Linked DNA regions of Zea mays: all the other regions are linked to region 3. The links are chromatin contacts, called in public Hi-C maps. All regions are on one chromosome and are shown on one strand. Each heading gives the region's core, a stretch centred on a gene start, on an enhancer-like site or on the middle of the called end of the contact. The rest is flanking DNA. Distances are from core to core; before and after follow the strand shown. Region 1 overlaps LOC100382036. Region 2 holds the start of LOC100280079 (Folate synthesis bifunctional protein). Region 3 holds the start of LOC103633110 (serine/threonine-protein kinase SRPK).

The links. A called contact is a pair of places that touch in the nucleus more often than the background predicts.
Region 1: a contact with region 3 is called in a Hi-C map of leaf, with 6 times the contacts expected there. The contact joins the enhancer-like site here to the promoter of LOC103633110 in region 3. A contact is called at or near these places in 4 of 25 Hi-C or Micro-C datasets (bundle sheath, ear, leaf and 1 more).
Region 2: a contact with region 3 is called in a Hi-C map of bundle sheath, with 4 times the contacts expected there. The contact joins the promoter of LOC100280079 here to the promoter of LOC103633110 in region 3. A contact is called at or near these places in 5 of 25 Hi-C or Micro-C datasets (bundle sheath, ear, endosperm and 2 more) and 1 of 3 datasets of contacts at active chromatin or transcription factors (leaf).

The regions. Positions count from the first base shown.
Region 1 is chr7:150,387,708-150,390,407 of Zm-B73-REFERENCE-NAM-5.0, forward strand. It overlaps LOC100382036, which reads left to right. Exons shown (of 15, transcript NM_001361571.1): 12 at 567-647; 13 at 741-794; 14 at 1,043-1,174; 15 at 1,261-1,610. The coding sequence ends at 1,332. Among protein-coding and RNA genes, the nearest start is that of LOC100382036, 11 kb to the left of the region's middle. Within about 2 kb of position 1,359, at least 3 of the 20 cell types and tissues checked have an H3K27ac peak or open chromatin away from gene starts, as enhancers often do. A contact at or near this core is called in leaf, where this site is marked.
Region 2 is chr7:150,457,123-150,459,822 of Zm-B73-REFERENCE-NAM-5.0, forward strand. It overlaps LOC100280079 (Folate synthesis bifunctional protein), which reads left to right and starts at 1,256. Exons shown (of 3, transcript NM_001153018.1): 1 at 1,256-1,708; 2 at 2,283-2,429; 3 at 2,525-2,700. The coding sequence starts at 2,369.
Region 3 is chr7:150,620,612-150,623,311 of Zm-B73-REFERENCE-NAM-5.0, forward strand. It overlaps LOC103633110 (serine/threonine-protein kinase SRPK), which reads left to right and starts at 1,347. Exons shown (of 6, transcript XR_556347.3): 1 at 1,347-2,068.

The DNA of each region.
Region 1 (2,700 bases), core at 109-2,608, 230 kb before region 3:
TGGGGTTGGGGGCCTCAGTGTTATACCTAAAAGTTTACTTAGTTCCTAATGTCACTTTTCAAAAAACCAAGATTAATTTTTTTGAGCAGCTTGCGATGCCTCGGCTATTGCAACATGACTATTTTTTTTATTCTGTGTGATCTACATCAATGCTGCTTCACCAAGCCAACAATTCTAGCATCGAATATGATTCGTTTACTTGGTCTGCAGTTGGTGTTACTGTTCCTGTATTGAGCTATAAAGTACCGGGAAAAATCATTTTTATCTGAAAGTACTTTGGAAAAAAATAATCCAAGAACCTTTTGTGGGATCAAATCGCTATCTCAGCTTTAGAGTAAATTAGTGAGCTGTCAAACTGAAGGTAGTCCAGCAAATGTTTATCATTTATTTTTAGTTTGCCTTCAGTAATGCATAACATATAATTTATTGGTATGCTGGGGGTCAATGAGCTCCTTAGCTGTGATATGAATGTGCCATCTTCACAATGCCATCAGCCTTGTACCACATAGAAGTCAAAACTAGCTTTTGTTTATGCATCACCTCGTTCTACTAAAAAAACTGTGCAGGTCATTGAGCATTTGCCGTATGATCATAGAGCAGATGTTTTCAGTTTTGGGATAGTTCTTTGGGAGCTGCTGACCGGAAAGGTTATTTTCTTTCGCCATCATATTGTTTCGTCGGGACAATGGTAGAGCAGAAGTTTGGTTTTGCTAATTGTTGAGTTGGCCTTTGCTTTTCAGCTTCCATATGAAGACATGACACCTCTTCAGGCAGCAGTTGCTGTTGTTCAAAAGGTATCATAGTTTAGCACATCAGTTACTGTGGTTTGTCACAAAATAAGAACAGTAGGACATCTTGCTGTTATCATACTACTTTAATTTGCTGAAAGGAAAAAGGTTCCAAATAGAAGGTGAATGTTGAATTGTAGATCCATTTGAATCTTTTCCGGTGCTTGGTGGGGAAGTGAATTACTCCTTGTGAAATTGCTGCGGGGTTCCTGTTTCAAATCCTAATTTGCCAGTCCCGATACCTCTACATGCAGGATCTGAGGCCTACTATTGCTGTTGATACTCATCCTATGCTCGCTGAGCTACTCCAGAGATGCTGGCAGAAAGATCCTGCTCTAAGACCAACATTTGCAGAGATTGTGGATATATTGAACTCTATAAAGGAGGTGTGTGTTCACACAAAGGACTACATGCGCTTACCCTGATTTTGGTCTCATATTAGTCTATTTTTTCTCACACCCTTTATTGCCAGGCGGTTCGGAGTTCTGTGCATCACAAAAGGCATTCATGTCGATCTCACTCCGGGAGAAGACGAGGCTGTTGATGTGCCAGTTTTATGTGGTGCCGCACGCCCTTTTCATTTTATTTTTGTAGTCGAGCGATAACTTCAGAATACGGCCAGAAGAGCTTACTGTGTTCATTCCGAGAGGTTTTGGTAACTTTATTTTTTTTAATTTGGACTTATGCTTCAAGGATTTTCATCGTTAAAAAGCTTAGAGGTGCATATCCACGTTTACATTTGGCATGTATCTGTATCTCGTACTCGTTTTCTTAAGTTTGGCAGGCAACCAAGATTTTAATGAAAATCTTTAACCATTACTCACTCCGTCCGAATTTATAATTCGTTTGACTTTTTCTTTGCGCCAAGTTTGATTGTTTTGTCTTATTCATTTTTTTTGAAAAATTTTAAAAATTCAAAGTCATACTTAAAATATATTACATAGTAGAGGAGATCATAATAAAAACTAACAATAATTTATGAATATTTTTGGATAAGACGAGCTAGTTAAACTTAGCGTAAAAAAGTCAAATGAGTTAAACTTAGCGTAAAAAAGTCATATGAATTATAAATTGAAACGAGGAGTATTATAGAATTCCAGTATTTGTGTAACAAACTGTGTAAGTTTAGTATCGGTAGAATCATACTATTTGAAAACATTTTCGTAGATTGTTGATATATATTGGATATAAATGTTAAAACTATTTTTATCAAGGCAATGTATTAGGTGTAAACTAATAATTCTGTGTAAACTTCGTACAAACTAACTAACAAGTCACATAAATTCTCAAAAAAAACTATAGATGTACTTCTTTGCCCACTCCACCATTGAATAAAGTTTTAAATTCAAATTCATCATATATTAAAATGTACAAAAAAGTGAAAATTCAGAGATAATTTTCACTTTTTGTATATTAGAATTTTCTCTTTTTTGTATCTGTTAACATGTGATGAATTTGAATTTGAAATTTTATATAGTGGTAGAGTAGACAATGAAGTACATCTATATTTTTTGAGATTTTTTTGTGACTTTTGTTAGTTGGTTTGCACTAGATACATTGTCTTTCATCAAAGTGCTCAAGTAGCGTGTTAGCTTGATATTTTCGTAGATTGTTGATGGATATACTAGGTATAGCCATTTTCGTAGATTATTCATATATACTAAGTATAACTGCCAAAGGCGACTTATGCAACAATTTCAAATGTTCCAAACATACCCATAACAATCCACATGTATAAGCCATTTAAATGTCATGTCATCCAAACTTACTTCCTAATATCATATTGCTCGATCTTTTGTATTATGTGAGTTTTTGTTATTATCATTATTCATTTATTTTGTAAATAATAATATTATATCTTCGAGGTCGAAGGACGTCATCATTAGGGCATCGATTCTTCACACGGAGATGG
Region 2 (2,700 bases), core at 6-2,505, 160 kb before region 3:
AGGATCAGAGATACTGCCTACATGAATTGTAAATGGTTGTCCAAGTGCTCACTCAGCAGGCTTAGCACAGTTGTCCATGTTTTTCCTTCTGGCTCAAGGTCGTCGAGGTACGAACCCTCAGCCCGACCGGCCGACCTCCCTTGCACTATCTCGCTGCCCACATAGATAACAGTCCATCTCTCTATGTCGGCGATCGGGGGGCCAAGATCGTGGCAACAGGACAATCGGATGAGCAGTCTACCTTCTAAGCCTTATACGTCAATAGTGCCTATTTATCTTTTTTGCCAGCCTAGAAAAAAAGTTCGAGACTTGTGAGTCGGCTCGACTCGGAGAGGCTCGTGAACCTGAATGAGTCTTAGCCGAGCCTACTTTTTTGCTCACTCAAACAGTCAGTCGAACCCAGCCGAGCTTTGATTGTTTTTTTTTTTGGCACATGTAGAAGAATAGGAAGCGTCAATAGAGCTCCGTTGGATGATTGTTTTTTTCTCTAAATTAAGGTTCAAGATTAAAGTTATTGAAATCTGTTGGAGATGCTCTTACAATGTGTCACACAAAATTTTAATCAGGAATTTAGAATGAACGACGGACTTCGTAGGCAGCATGTGTATACAATCTGTGACAATTATTTTTTTCTTTGTCTAGGACTCTAGAAGTACTAGCTAATCTTGGGCCATTGGGTGGAAGGCTCAAAGCAATACTTGGCCCAGCCCAAAAAATATCATCAGTGGAAAAAAAAAACTAATCCCTAACCTACCGCTCGCCATCCACCAAGCCGCCACCGAGCCTCCCAGTCCCAGTCCGCGCGCCCGGCGCCTCCCTCGAGCGCCTCTGTCCTCCGTCGGCCGTCGCACTGTGCCCCCGTCCGCCTCCGGCCTCCGCCAACCCGCGTCCGCCCACGACTAGGCGGCTCTGGGCAGGTCCTTCCACAAAGGTGAGAGCACAACCCGTTCCAATTTCGTAGAAGCAATAAGCAGATTCCTTGATATATATCAGAGTTGTTGCTATCGCATGTTTGTGATTCTGCATCTGCTGCACACACGTCCCATGAAGGAGTCATCAGTGATGTGACATGGAGGTGGCGGATGGTCGTCCACTCCTCCTACCTAGTGACGCATTCGTGGCAGCCAAAAGTGAATCATCCGTAGGCGCACTAAATGGATCCATTTTAGCCTAGCACAAGAGGGAAACAGGAAAAAAAAAAGAAAAACAAAAAAGCCCACGTACCGCCCAAGTCCCCAACACGCTAAGATTAACCTAACCAGCTGCCTCTCCTCTCTCTCCTAGGCTTTCAGCCGCTCTCCTAGTCTCCTACTCTCCTCTCAGCCGTCGCCGTCGCTCTCCACACCGCTCTCCTCTCTCCTCCGAGCCGCAGCTCTTCTCTCTCCCTCTCCCCTGCGTGCCGCCACTGCGGGCACCCTGCACGCCGCCGCTGCGTGGCCCTACACGCCACCGCTACGGGTGCCCTACGCGCCGCCGTCACTGCTCCAGCTCTCCTCTGTTTCCCAGCCAATGCCGCCGCTCTAACTCCCCAAGGCATCGCCCCGACGACGGCTCAACGAAGCCCCGTCGACGCCTCGCGGACGCCCTGCGCCGCAGCGGGCGCTTTACGCTCCATGGCAAGGCGCGTTAGATGCCTCAGGTTCCACAGGCGCCTTAGCGCCTAAGCGACGCTAAGGCGGCGCTTCAGATAAGCATGCTTTTGAATAAGGTACTTTTCTATATTCATCGCTTAGTTTGTAGCTATGAATTATTTTAGACTGTGTTGTGATTTTTTTTTTCTTTCGTCACTACGTTAGCAACACCTTGATTTTGGCGCGTCCTCCGCCGCTAGGAAGAGCTTCCTGATTTGCGAGAGAGCTATTTGATCACTTGTATTGCCTCGTTGGACTGATAGTTAGTCACAATGGCAGTGGACCAATTTCATGTTTCCCCAGCAGTTTCAAGCAGCAAAAGGATCCCACAGCAAAACACTTGAGCTGACAAGCTCTCTTGCTGTCTTGCATAAGCTTGTAGCACCTTTTTGTTTGGGGAGGTTTGCTAGAGAACTTCTGTATTTTCGTTCATTAATTTCTTCTGGTATATCTCATCAGCTATCATTAGGGAAAAAAAACCTCTTGCTTGTTCCAACATCAAACTTCAAAGCTATATGTCTCCATTGCTGCAGATTTTTTTCATCTGTCAGACTCTCTTTTGGGTGCATGATTGGAACTTTGGTAACCAAGTTTTAGCTTTTGGTTATGCTTGTTCAGCCTCACATTTGTCTGTGTTTTGCCTGTTACCAGATGTGAAGGATTAAAGCTCATGTGAAAGATTCTAAGACTACAATTGGTATCAAGCGGTTGCTTTCTTATTTCTCATACGCTCAACCATGCTCCTGCATGCTAAGGATTCAGTTAGGAAGATGCATTCAGTTGCTAAGAACTACTTTGGTACAATTCTAGCTTTCAATTTAAATCCACTAACATGCAATTAAAAACAACTAAGCCTCTAATGTCTAACTCACCCCTTCCTATTTTTTTGACAGTGTCTGATCTTACTCATCCTCCAAGATCCTTGAACAGAGCTTCCAGACATGTTGTTCCATTCAAGACCCGTTTCTTTACTCATTGCTCACTTGAGAGCCGTTCAGTTGACCAAGAGATTGTGATTGCTATGGGAAGCAATGTAGGCGATAGAGTCAGTACATTCAACAGGGCATTG
Region 3 (2,700 bases), core at 97-2,596:
GATCCACAATGTGTGTGCCAAGGCGGTGACGCACGGGAGCTCCATGACCCACATGGAGTCGACGTGAGCCACGTGGACGCGACGGTGGCGCTAGGTGGCCAAGCGGGAGTAGATGGGCTAGGTGGCATACTAGGCTACATGTGATGTACCAGATGGCGCGACCCTCCTGCTACTCTCCCCCGATCGTCCGACTTCGAGCGTGATAGATAGCCGGAGGTTGTGGATCTGTGATGGAGCGGTCCAGCATCGGGGAACATGGTTGGACGTGGAGGCAGTGGAGAGGGCGCCATCATCATGAAGCGATCTCTGATCGTGATGATGAAGAGGATATGATCGCTTGTGATGGTGTGGGGGCGAGAAAAAACGATGCTGAAATCCTCAATACAAGAAATTGTTTCTTCGGCGTCGAGAATAACGCGAGGACGACAGCACAACAAGCATCTCCCCTAGTGGGCGGTGGGGGTGCGCTAGCTCTCCACTGAGATGCGCGAGGACTGCGACATGACGACCACCTCCCCCAACGGTCATTTTATTAGTATTAGAAAGCAATTGAAGTTCTACGAGTAGAAAATGGGTTGGGGAAGCGATTTTGCCATTGCTGATTAAGGTCAAAGCTATAAAATTGGAAAAATTATGGATCGATTGATCGGGTATTTATAAACTTTAACTAACCAACTAACTATTATAGTAACTATGGAAAATTCTCTATTGAGTAGTTTATGTGATTATGATAATCTGACCTCAAGATTATATAATCTAGTTTAATAATCTGACTGTTTGTTCCTATCTAGTATGATGTTTGGTTCTCTATAGATTTTAAGAAGTGCACAAAATATAATACACATCACATTATCAAGTTTTGTTGGTATTGCGAGACTGACACAAAATCCAATCCAAAATTCAAAAATTGTTTGGCTAATAATGAGACGACACTGCAAAGGTGCACGGCACCAACCTCTTGGGATTCCTACGCAACAACTCTACCTTGTTTTATCACAAATGACATCCCATACTTCCTAATTATCACATGTGAACCCATTGCAATGTAACGTTGCTTTTCAACGAAGGCACCGTCATCTCATCCAAAGTGAGGGAATTTTGGCATATGGTTGAATCATGGTAAACCAAGACCGGCACAGCTTGTTACTGGTAGGATGATATGCTTCTCACTTTTGAGTTTCGACTTCCCTCATAAAGAACATTCATTCCTGTTGATGAATAATTTCGCAACGTGTAAATATAGCCGAAAGACACTCAAAGTTGATGCTTTCTGATCAAGCAAACCTTTGATATTCGAACTGTAATATTTTTATGACAATATTGGCTTGAGAGCTTAGATATGTAACTCCGTCATGTTCATTCTTGTTCTTGTTACATATCGAAGGAAAAGAAATGGCAAGAAAATCATAGAGCAAATGCAAAATGCATTAAAACTCTCCTTTTTTTTCCGTAAAAGAGAGAGAAGTCCCAAAGAACAGGTTGATTGGCGATGAGCAGTGGGATGGATACGGTGGGGGTCGGGATGGAAGCTGGCGTCGTGGGTGACCGTGCAATACATCCAAAATAGGAGGAGTGACGTGGGAAAGCTCCCCGCGTCCTCCTCTTCCTTTCCTCCTCTCGTCGTCCAGGGAAGGATGCAGGATGCTCTCCGTCCCTCCCCCACCACCTGAGGAGGAAAGCAAGAAATTTTTAACCAACCAAACGCACCACCGCGTGCCTCCGTGATTCCCAGCCCAATTAACCCGGAACAGAAGAGAAGAGCTCGCCACGCCACCGGTGGGATCGCCGGACACCTACGCGGGCCTGGCCTTGGGATCCCCGGAACGCGGGGCGTGGGAAACCGAGGAGGAGCATGTCGCGGGTGGCGTCGCTGTCGCCGTCCTTGTCGGGCGACGAGGTGGAGGTGGAGGAGGAAGAGGAGGACGAGGGCGTCGACGGCTACCGCAAGGGCGGCTACCACGCCGTCCGCCCCGGGGACCAGTTCGCCGCCGGCCGCTACGTCGCCCAGCGGAAGCTCGGCTGGGGCAACTTCTCCACCGTCTGGCTCGCCTTCGACGTCCAGTCACAGGTAGGCGCGCCCTCGCTCTGGCCTCTTCCGCATGAGATCACGGCATCTCCCCGCTTCCCGCGCGGCGATCCCTCCGCTCCGCTTCGTAATGCGATTGCCCGCCTAGATCTTGCGCTTTGTCGATTAGCGGGGCACCGATAGATCGCTTGATCGGATCGCAAGTACCGCTGGCGCCTCGTGCGGTTGGCTGGCGCGCGCCTGGCCTGCCCTGACCTAGGACCCCACTCGAGGTCGAGGGGAATGGGTGTGGGATTGGGATTGGGATTGCGACGGGGCTGTCGGATACTCCCTCGGATTTTATAGGCTTCGTTTCACTAGAGTATGGATTCGGTTTGTCGTTTCTTTCCTCATTTGGGAGTTCGGTTCATCCGTTTGCCGCTCCCATGGGAAAGCCTTTACTCTTCCGTCACCTAGCAACCAGATGGGTTCAGGTCTTACGCGCTCGAGGGAAACTATGCCAAATCGAAGTTTTCATTTATTTTCTAAGAGTACAATTGCAAAAATAAATTCATTTGCCAGTACCGGAGGCAAACTCTTTTAATGCCCCTCTTTTCTCATATTAATGTGGCTTATTACGTTTAGCTACAACCATGATTATAATTATTGCTCTGGATGAATAGAGTTGTGAAATT